Regions from separate parts of the Sus scrofa genome. Here region 1 is linked to region 2. The links are chromatin contacts, called in public HiChIP or PLAC-seq maps. All regions are on one chromosome and are shown on one strand. The core of a region is the stretch at or near the end of the contact, and the rest is flanking DNA. Distances in the headings are between cores, read along the strand shown. Region 1 has its middle 36 kb from the start of CXCL2. Region 2 has its middle 21 kb from the start of RASSF6.

What was found. HiChIP or PLAC-seq counts read pairs in DNA pulled down with a chosen protein or histone mark.
Region 1: a contact with region 2 is called in an H3K27ac HiChIP or PLAC-seq map of alveolar macrophages. The contact joins two enhancer-like sites. A contact is called at or near these places in 1 of 47 Hi-C or Micro-C datasets (alveolar macrophages) and 2 of 2 datasets of contacts at active chromatin or transcription factors (alveolar macrophages and skeletal muscle).

What each region holds. Positions count from the first base shown.
Region 1 is chr8:70,118,927-70,124,246 of Sscrofa11.1, reverse strand. No RefSeq gene overlaps it. Among named protein-coding and RNA genes, the nearest start is that of CXCL2, 36 kb to the left of the region's middle. Within about 2 kb of position 2,571, at least 44 of the 83 cell types and tissues checked have an H3K27ac peak or open chromatin away from gene starts, as enhancers often do. A contact at or near this core is called in alveolar macrophages, where this site is marked.
Region 2 is chr8:69,850,515-69,856,110 of Sscrofa11.1, reverse strand. No RefSeq gene overlaps it. Among named protein-coding and RNA genes, the nearest start is that of RASSF6, 21 kb to the right of the region's middle. Within about 2 kb of position 3,225, at least 7 of the 83 cell types and tissues checked have an H3K27ac peak or open chromatin away from gene starts, as enhancers often do. A contact at or near this core is called in alveolar macrophages, where this site is marked.

The DNA of each region.
Region 1 (5,320 bases), core at 1,322-3,821, 270 kb before region 2:
GGTGTAGGCTGGCAGCAACAGTTCCAATTCGACCCCTAACTTGGGAACTTCCATAAGCCATGGGTGAGGCCCTAAAAAGCAAAAAAAAAAAAAAAAAAAAAAAGAAAAGAAATAATGACTTTAATTTTTTTTTTAACAGGGGGTACTTTTTGAGCATATTTAAATGTATATGAGGACTATTTTTTTCTTTTAAAATGTTTTAAAATAAGATATTGGACTATGACTATGATGACTTTTTGCTTATTTTTCAGCTTTATTGAGATATAACTGACAAATAAATTGTAAGATATTCAAACTACACATTGTGATGATTTAGATATGCATTGTGAAATTGTTCCTCCAACCTAGTTAATCAACATATCACCTCACACACTTTCCTTTTTTTTTTTTTTGTAAGAATATTCAAGTTCTACTCCCAGCAAATTTCAGTTACACAACACAGTATTATCAACTATAGTCACCCTGTTATGTATTAGATTCCCTGGACCATTTTTTTAAAAAGTATTATTGGTATACAATGTCTGGTATTTATCTGGTTCAGTTATTTGAATTATTTTCAAACATAAGAGAAACTACAATAGCAATTTCATTAGTGGATTCGAGATTGAGTTTGGTGAATTACTGTAAGGAGATCTAAGTCTTTCAAAACTGATAAATAATTCATGTGAAAAATAATTGATTCCTGGGACACCTTGATAATGATACCTATCATTTACTGAATCTATAGTCTATGTGAAAGGCTGGGATACATAGTTGACAAAAATGTACTTTAATTAGCTCTCACCCCTCTTTTCTGAGTTCCTTCCATTCCCTTGTCTTAGAGGTAAGGAAGTAGAGACAGAGAGAGGGCAGAAATATCATACAGCGAGTAAGTGACTAAGCTGGGTTCGAATCCAGGGAGAATGGCCTTTTTCTGGTATTGTTCTGGAATGTCACATGACTCCTAGTGCGGGCACAAGGGCCAATCCACGGAGGACAGCAAAAGAGCCTGTTGTTTAAAACATAAAACTTTTTAAAAATCTTAAATTATGCAGTTCCTGGTTTTGTAGGGTCAGATAATTACAAAGATGCTCTAAAAGGAAAAATTGAAATTACAATGTAAAAATGAACATGTAGGAGTTCTTGTGGCTCAGCAGGTTAAGAGCCTGACTAGTATCCACAAAGATGCGAGTTCAATCCCTGGCTTCGATCAGTGGGTTAAAAGATCTGGCATTGCTGTGAGCTGTGGTATAGATTGCAGATGCGGCTCCAATCCCATGTTGCTGTTGCTGTGGCTGTGGTGTAGGCTGGCAGCTGCAACTCCAATTCCACCCCTAGCCTGAGAACTTCCATATGCCTCTGGTGTATTTGGTTACATAATCTTGATCTCCTCTTCACATAACAGTGAAGATGATTATTTTTGAGATGATCTCCTATACATAGAATAGAGAGATGGTTTATTCTTTCCATTAGGATGGTTGATCAAAGTTTGCTTTTATTATAGCTAGCTGGATGCATAAAGCATGGGACTTCATATACAGAAGAACTTAGTTATTTGTTATGCTACTCAAGTGGATGCTCTACAAACATAGGAATGCTGATAAATTCTCTGTAACATGATTCCAGTCAAATAGGAAAAAAAAAGTATGAAACATTTATAATTGTAGAGCCTAATTGCATTATTAAGTATATTTCTGAAATGTGAAGGTTTGTTTTGTCTCGGTTTGATGTAAACTGATCCTATGCTTTTTTGCGGGGGCACCGCACCTGCAGCATATGGAAGTTCTCAGGCTAGGAGTTGAATCGGAGCTGCAGCTGCCAGTCTACACCACAGTCACAGCCACACAGGATCCCAGCCATGTCTGAGAACTACACTGCAACTCGAAGCAATGCCAAATCCTTAACCTACTGAGTCAGGCCAGGGATCGAACCTGCATCCTCCTGGATACTAGTCATGTTCGTTAGCCACAACAGGAATCCCTGAATCCTCTGCTTTTGACTTTACATTTTGACAGTTGAAAGAATTTTCCCCAGACTAGGTTCTGGCTCTACATATTTCAATCTTGTTTTTCCCATAACCACGCCACTTTAGTGTTGTCCACCTTAATGTCCATTCGAATCCCTGCCTCGGGAAGGTGTGCAGGCACAGTAAGGAGAGGGATATTCCTAGAAGCTAACCCCATCCCAAGATGGCTAGTAAAAGCAGAGCTCTTCCCAACGTGACTGTGAGCCAGTAAAATATCTATCACTACATCTCAATTGAGACATCCTCAACTCAACTTCTCAGCTAGATCTCAAACATCCACATCCATCTATATCCACATCACCCAGCACAAGGAGAGGTATAAAGAAAGAGAGTAGGAGTAAGAATAAGCAGTCCTAACCAGGTGGTTAAAATATATAACTTTGGCACATTTTATAAAACTATACGGCCCTTGCTCAGCCCTCTTCCCCTCAGCCTTGAAGAAAGGCTAAGCTAGTGAGGGTCATGGAGCTTCAGGTAGTCAGCTCCGTGAAACATCCACCCATGACTGTGATGAACTTCTCATCTATCTGAGTGGCATTACTGCTGGCAGCATGTAAAAATGTCCTCCTTATGGTCAGGTGAGTAATTGTGACTCTTTTAAATGATAACAGTGACAAATGAGTGTTCGGCTGTGTGGTCAAAATGGTGAATCAGATCTCTTCTGGGAAAAAATATCCCAGTGATCTTTCTGTCTTTTTGGATGTCCACCCAAACCACACTCACATCTGCTACATTCAAATTTGCATGTTAAATTTTAATTTGTCAGAGTTTCCCCTTTGGGGGCTCCTCAAAGCCAAGCTCATGAGGGCAATTTCTTTTCAATGGCTGATTTATCCTCAGGGTAACAATGCCCCTGAGGATAACTCTTTTTTCGAGAGGCGCCTAGGATAGAAATATTTGAGGAAAGGGATTTTAAAGGGAGATTCTGAAATCCTTGGGAAATTCCACAACTGTTTTTTGTAGCCATGTCAACAAACGCCAGGGCCCAGTATCTGTGAGTCATGAGTCAGGCATGCTGATGTTGGAATGGAGTCAACAGAAGGAAGTTGGCCTCAGGCACAGGGACTCAGTGCTAAGCCGGAAAAACTACCCAAGATTTCTTCTTTGCAGCAGATTTGTCTTGAGTGTTTCTTGGGATTCAAATTCAGCTCCTGTTGTTGAAGGGGAAGAAGCCAAGAAGTCACTTAGGAAGGGCTACCGTGGGCTACAGGAAGACTCACAGGCAGGAGAGGCCAAACCTTGAGATCTTTACTCCTGTGGTGTGGCGGAGATTGCAAGAATGAACTTCAGGAACTGCTCAAGCAGTGGTGTTACCTGGGGGGAATTTTATAGGTGGCACAGTTTTTATCATATAAAAAGAGGGGAAAGGTACTGCAGACAGAGAAAACAACATGAGCAAAAACTCAGAGGTACAATAGTTTACAAGACTGAAGCTGAGGGAGTTCCTGTCGTGGTTCAGTGGTTAACGAATCCGACTAGAAACCATGAGCTTGTGGGTTCGATCCCTGCCCTTGCTCAGTGGGTTAAGGATCTGGCGTTGCCGTGAGCTGAGGTGTAGGTTGCAGACGCGGCTCGGATCCCGCATTGCTGTGGCTCTGGTGTAGGCCTGTGGCTACAGCTCCAATTTGACCCCTAGCCTGGGAACCTCCATATGCCGTGGGAGCGGCCCAAGAAATGGCAAAAAAGACACACACACACACAAAGACTGAAGCTGAGAGGAAATGGGGAGAAAGTTCTAGAGAGGAGTCTGGAGAGGCCCAAGGGACCAGCAGGGAAAAGCTTTTATCAGGGCAGCAATCCTGAGGACCACAGCAGAGGGGTAGACTCTGACCAGTAAGCCTGGGAAAACACATGGCCAGATTCATATTGTGGGAACTTGGCAGCAGGGAGTGCGTGGTGGAGGAGGAAAGCTTGTGGTTTGGCCATTTAAGAGATTTCGCTGGTGACCTGGGGGAGAGAAGGAAGGGCTCAGTCTAGTCTAGTGGAGCTAGGAAGGGGGATAAATTTTTAAAAGAGTAGGAAATGTTAAATGCTTGAATCCTTCACAAATGCAATAGAAATGTTAAGAAATGCTGACAACACACTAAAGGTGAAATAACCAAGACATAACATTGTGGAATATGCACAACACACAAGGTTGAAATAAAACATAGCAAAACTTTAAATAGCCATAATGTCTGGATAGTAAGGTGACAGATAATATTTATTTTCTTTTTCATATTTTATATACTCAAAGGGAATCATATGTGTAATCCAGAACTAAGACAAAAGTTAAGAAGAAAAGAAGGATGAGAGAAAGGAAGTGAAAGAAGGAGGAAGGAAGGATGAAAGGAAGAAAAGAGACAGATTTCAGAGCTGTTAAGGAGATATACTCAGTGAGGTATGGGAAGTAAAAATGGTTCAATAGAGAGTTCTGATTCCCACCAACATCTCTTTAACTTAACCTATTCTAGAAGTTTCTACAAAGCAAGCATCATAGGCTGTAGGACCCAGGTTGTATATATCGTATGTGGGGGACATAAACATGAGATGGAAGCCAGATTAGGAAAATACTTAAGTTGTGTTCACCAGACTGTCCATTGGTTTAGCTATGGCTGCTGAGTGGCTGGATGTGTAATGTGTTTGGTAGGAGAGCAGCAGACTTTGGGTCTGGTTTCTTAGGAAGAGGCTGCCCTGCTAAAGCCAGATCCCTGGCTGGCAGCCCAGGTCTGCCCAGTCCTTGTCTAGCCCTAGGTTCCCTTTTTCTGACTCAGAGCATTCGATGCTGGCTGCTGTATATATTGCAAATCTGAATGTGTTGTAAATATCCAGTTGTTAACAGCTGTTTTTTCTGAGCCCTTGGAAAATCAAAAAGGATTCTCATAATTATAGGAACAACAATAGTGATAATGAAGATTAAGATGGGCAATACAATATATTTGCTGAAGGACCTAGGAGTAATATTCGACAGTGTCACTGAGTGTTCCGAGGTTCAAATTTGGGGATGGGTGTCATTTTTTTCCAAGAAGTGTTAAGTAAGTGGCCTGAAATTCTATGCTGTGTCTTCCTGTAAGAGAGCTATCTCCTTGAGCAGCCCCAGTGTTTCTGGAGGAGAGACCATATGGAGACCAGAGAGACCAGAAGGCACTTCTCTCTGCATACCACTTTTGCCTTAAGAACTCAACACTCAAACCCAGAGCTCAGTCCATAAATTAATTTCCTCAGCATGGCTGAAGGGTCCTCTCCACATGCTCTGGTGGCCTGTGCACTTGTCTGTATGATGACACTCCATCCACTGCATTTTACGTGCCTGCCTGTACTCTTACTAGATTTTAA
Region 2 (5,596 bases), core at 1,976-4,475:
TTGAAAAGACCAACAAAATTGATAAACCCCTAGCCAGACTTATCAAGAAAAAAAGAGAGCAGACTCAAATCAATAAAATTAGAAATGAAAAAGGAGAAGTAACAACGGACATCACAGAAATACAAAGGATCATAAGGGACTACTATATGCAACTATATGCCAATAAAATGGAAAACCTAGAAGAAATGGACAAATTCTTAGAAATATGCAACCTTCCAAGACTAAACCAAGGTGAAATAGAAAAGATGAATGGACCCATCACAAGAACTGAAATTGAAACTGTGATTAAAAAACTTCCAACAAACAAAAGTCCAGGACCTGATGGCTTCACAGGTGAATTCTATCAAACATTTAGAGAAGAGCTAACACCTCTCCTTCTGAAACTATTTCAAAAAATTGCAGAAGAAGGGATACTCCCAAACTCATTCTATGAGGCCACCATCACCCTGGTACCAAAACCAGACAATGATTCCACAAAAAAAGAAAACTACAGGCCAATTTCACTGATGAACATCGATGCAAAAATCCTCAACAAAATACTAGCAAACCGCATCCAACAATACATTAAAAGGATCATACATCATGATCAAGTCAGATTTATCCCAGGGATGCAAGGGTTCTTTAATATTCGCAAATCCATCAGTGTGATACACCACATTAACAAACTGAAGAATAAAAACCATATGATCTTCTCAATAGATGCGGAAAAAGCCTTTGACAAAATCCAACACCCATTTCTGATAAAAACCCTTCAGAAAGTGGGCATAACGGGAACCTACCTCAACATGATAAAAGGCCACATACGACAAACCACAGCGAACATCATTCTCAACGGTGAAAAGCTGAAATAATTCCCGCTGAGATCAGGGACAAGGATGTCCCCTCTTGCCACTACTCTTCAACATAGTTCTGGAAGTCCTAGCCACAGCAATCAGAGAAGTAAAAGAAATAAAAGGAATCCAAAATGGAAAGGAAGAAGTAAAACTATCCCTATTTGCAGATGACATGATACTATACCTAGAGAATCCTAAAGACTACCAGAAAACCGTTAGAGCTCATCCATGAATTTGGCAAAGTCACAGGATACAAAATCAATACACAGAAATCAATGGCATTTCTATACACTAACAATGAAAGAGCAGAAAAAGAAATTAGGGAAGCAATCCCATTTACCATCACATCCAAAAGAATAAAATACCTAGGAATAAACCTACCTAAAGAGACAAAAGACCTGTATTCTGAAAACTATAAGCCACTGATGAAAGAAATCAAAGATGACACAAAGAGGTGGATTGGAAGAGTTAATATTATCAAAATGACTATACTACCCAAGGCAATCTACAGATTCAATGCAATCCCTATCAAATCACCGAGGACATTTTTCACAGAACTCGAACAAAATATTTTAAAGTTTGTTTGGAAGTACAAAAGACCCAGAATAGCCAAAGACATCCTGAAAAAGAAAAACGGAGCTGAGGAATCAGGCTCCCAGACTTCAGACTATACTACAAAGCAGCAGTCATCAAAACCAAATGGTTCTGGCACAAAGACAGAAATATAGATCAGTGGAACAGGATAGAAAGCCCAGAATTAAACCCACACACCTACAGCCAACTAATCTATGACAAAGGAGGCAAGAATATACAATGGAGAAGGACAGCTTGTTCAATAAGTGGTGCTGGGAAAACTGGACAGCCACATGGAAAAGAATGAAATTAGAACACTCCCTAACACCATACACAAAAATAAACTCCGAAAGGATTAAAGACCTACATATAAGACCAGACACTATAAAACTCTTAAAGGAAAACATAGGCCAAACACTCTCCAACATAAATGACAGCAACATCTTCTCAGATCCACCTCTCAGAGTATTGATAACAAAAACAAAAATAAACAAATGGGACCTAATCAAACTTCAAAGTTTCTGCACAGCAAAGGAAACCCTAAACAACACAAAAAGACAACCCACAGAATGGGAGAAAATCTTTGCAAATGAATCGACTGACAAGGGATTAACCTCCAAAATTTATAAACAACTTCTGCAGCTCCATACCAAAAAAACAAACAACCCCATCCAAAAATGGGCAGAAGATCTAAACAGACAATTCTCCAAAGAAGACATACAGATGGCCGAGAAACACATGAAAAGATGTTCAACATCACTCATTATTAGAGAAATGCAAATCAAAACCACTCTGAGGTACCACCTTACACCAGCCAGAATGGCCATCATCAAAACGTCTCCAAACAATAAGTGCTGGAGAGGGTGTGGATTGTAAGCATAGAACTACCATTTGATCCAGCAAACCCACTCCTGGGCATTTACCCAGAGAAAACCACGACTCGCAAAGACACATGTACTCCGATGTTCATTGCAGCACTATTTAAATAGCTAAAACATGGAAACAACCTAAATGTCCATCGACAGAGGAGTGGATCCAGAAGATGTGGTACATATACAGAATGGAATATTACTCAGCCATCAAAAAGAATGAAATACCAGCATTTTTTGCAACATGGATGGACCTAAAAACTATCATGTTAAGTGAAGTCAGCCATACAATGAGACACCAACATCCAATGCTTTCACTGACATGTAGAATCTGAAAAAAGGACAGACTGAACCTCTTTGCAGAACAGATGCTGACTCACAGACATTAAAAAAGTTATGGTCTCCGGAGGAGACAGTTTGGGGGTGTGGGGATGTGCTTGGGCTGTGGGATGGAAATCCTGTGAAATCAGATTGTTATGATCATTATACAACTACAGATGTGATAGATTTATTTGAGTAATTAAAAAAAAAAAAAGTCTACTGCTTCAAATTGTGAACCTGTGAATGGCTGCAACCTGAGTCTGGATGCCACGTTTTTAGCCCAACACTGCCACTTCTAGGTGAAATGGGATATCGCTTCCCTCAGGGCTAAATTTAAAATGGAAAGTCCTGGACAGGCCTGACCAGCCTCTATTCCCTCTGTCCCCCCTCCCTCTGATTTTCCTGTAAGGAAATAACCTAGAGTACGCTTGTGGTAATCACACCGTAAACAAGATGTTAAAGCGGGCGCTGGTCAATCAGCATATGCTCACACTTCTTGTTACAGTGGCCGATGTACCTTAGTTCAGTCTGCATGAAGAACAGGAAGAATCATTGGATACTGTGAGACATACAACTCTTTCTCTGGAAATGGACAAGGAAGCTTGTAACCACTTCGTGACCATGCATCTTTGTGGCCATGGGGTGACATTTCATCTGGAGATAAAGACAGAAGGAAGAGATAGAGCCTAGCTCTTAACCAAAACATGTCTGATGCTGAGTCGTCCTTTGGTTTTCAGTTACATGAGCCAATAAATACATATTATTGTTTAAATCCCATTGACTCAGGTTTTCCACATCTGAAAGCTCTTTATTGATAAATAGACCCAACGCTGCCTACTTTGGTGTTTAAAATGATTGAAGTAAGGGATTTACTTTCCACGTGCTATGGTTTGAATACATGCTTCATTGTGGACACCTTCATGATGATAAATGATTTAGAATTATCTCCAAACCAAAGAAGTGATCAGATCATTTTTATGCAGCTCATTTATATTTTGTCCTGTGAAATTCATCATGATAGGTTTGTAAGACTAAAGGCATTCACACTGAGTCAATGTATCACTCTAGACCAATTTGTGTACTGCGTGAAAGACAAATTATGTCAAACTCAAAGAGACCAAGCTTCATTTTCTGAGAATTTGGAGGAAATGTTATCAGTCATAGGTATCTTTTAGTTTAAGAACAGGAACTGATGTTGAGACATAAAACATGACCAAATGGATTGTTTCTTGTTTGACTCAAAAGCATTTCCCCGTGAACTTTTCCTCTAGGAATTCAAAGAATTGCTTCTATGAAGTATGACTCAGTCTCCCCACTGACCTCACTTATTGACAATTGCAAAATTTGTTTCCCCCACATTGGATGTGACACCCCACACAGCCTTGGCCATAATAACAAAACCCTCTACAACCTATGTCCCATTTACCTCTCCACACACTTCCCACGTGTCCCATTGATCTTTCTACATACCTGCAGGGGGTTGGACCAGATCCTCTCAAGTTCAGAGGAAACTCCAAAATTTCAAAATGCTATACATGCAAATGGCAAGACGTGCACCAGCCATGTGGAAACTGGACTGTCATTTCTCCATAAGCATTTCTTTTTTTTTCTTTTTTTCTTTTTTTTTAAGGCCACACTCATGGCATAGAGAAATCCTGGACTGGGGGTCCAATAGGAGCTACAGCTTCCAGCCTACACCATAGCCACACAGTGCCAGATCTGAGCCGCATCTGTGACCTACACCACAGCTCACAGCAATGCCGAATCCTTAACCCGTGAGTAAGGCCAAGGATCAAACCTGCCTCCTCATGGATATTAATTGGGTTTGTAACTTGCTGAGCCACAACAGGAACTCCTCCATAAGCGTTTCTGTGATAAAACTGTTTAAAGGGAGAAATATATAGATATATATATTCACACACATATATCAACATATTTGAGGAGGAGGATGATCACCAAGACTTCAATAAAAGTTTTGTTGACATATTATTTGTCTGAATAAAGCTGAACATACCGGAAGGTGAGAAAATCGGGAGAACAAATATTGTATAAATTAGAAAAGTTAACCTGGAAAGCTTGATACAGACAAATCCATCGACCTGCAACATTCTAGCCAAGTTAAGTTGAAATTGCTAATAGGGGTTCACGGAAACACCACTATGGTTGAACAAGCAGTGTGCATTTCTCCCTGTGTGAGGGAGAGGTCACTGCTTGGGAAGAGGGTGTCTCACTAAAACAGCATCCGGAAGGATCTACTTTAGAATCTGGGCTTGTTAGGTGATTTGGGGGAGGGTTAGGAGGTTCTGGACTGGATGTTGTTAGAAAGTGGGACAATCCTATGGTTGGGTCTCTTAATAAATTTTACCTAGATGGAGGGGTGACATAAAAGAGGCTAAAACCACACCTAGAAAGGAAGCAGCTGGCACGCTGATCAGCCAGGATGGTGGATGTTTGAACTTTTCTGTGGCTCAACCCATGTTCATGATTTAGTCTGTGTTCAGCTGGGGTTAGAGAGCGGTCTTGTTTGTGTCTTGATCCATCATCGTCACAGATGTCAGTGTTCTGTGAAATTGTTTATTTCAAAAGAAGAACACAGAAGATCTTGCCAAGAGTACCAGGCCAGCTCCTGGAGATTAGGGGCAGCTTTTCTCTTTATCAAAACCATACAAGGTTTGCAACATCAAACCTTATGAAGCAACATTTCCTAAGAAACAACAACAAAAAAGAAAACAGGCTCAGGAGTTCCCGTCGTGGCCCAGTGGTTAGCAAATCCGACAAGGAACCATGAGGTTGCGGGTTCGATCCCTGCCCTTGCTCAGTGGATTAACAATCTGGCGCAGCAGACACAGCTCGGATCCCACGTTGCTGTGGCTCTGGTATAGGCTGGCAGGTACAGCTCCGATTAGACCCCTACCCTGGGAATCTCCATATGCCACGGGAGTGGCCCAAGAAATGGCAAAAAAAGACAAAAAAAAAAAAAAAGAAAAGAAAAAAAAGAAA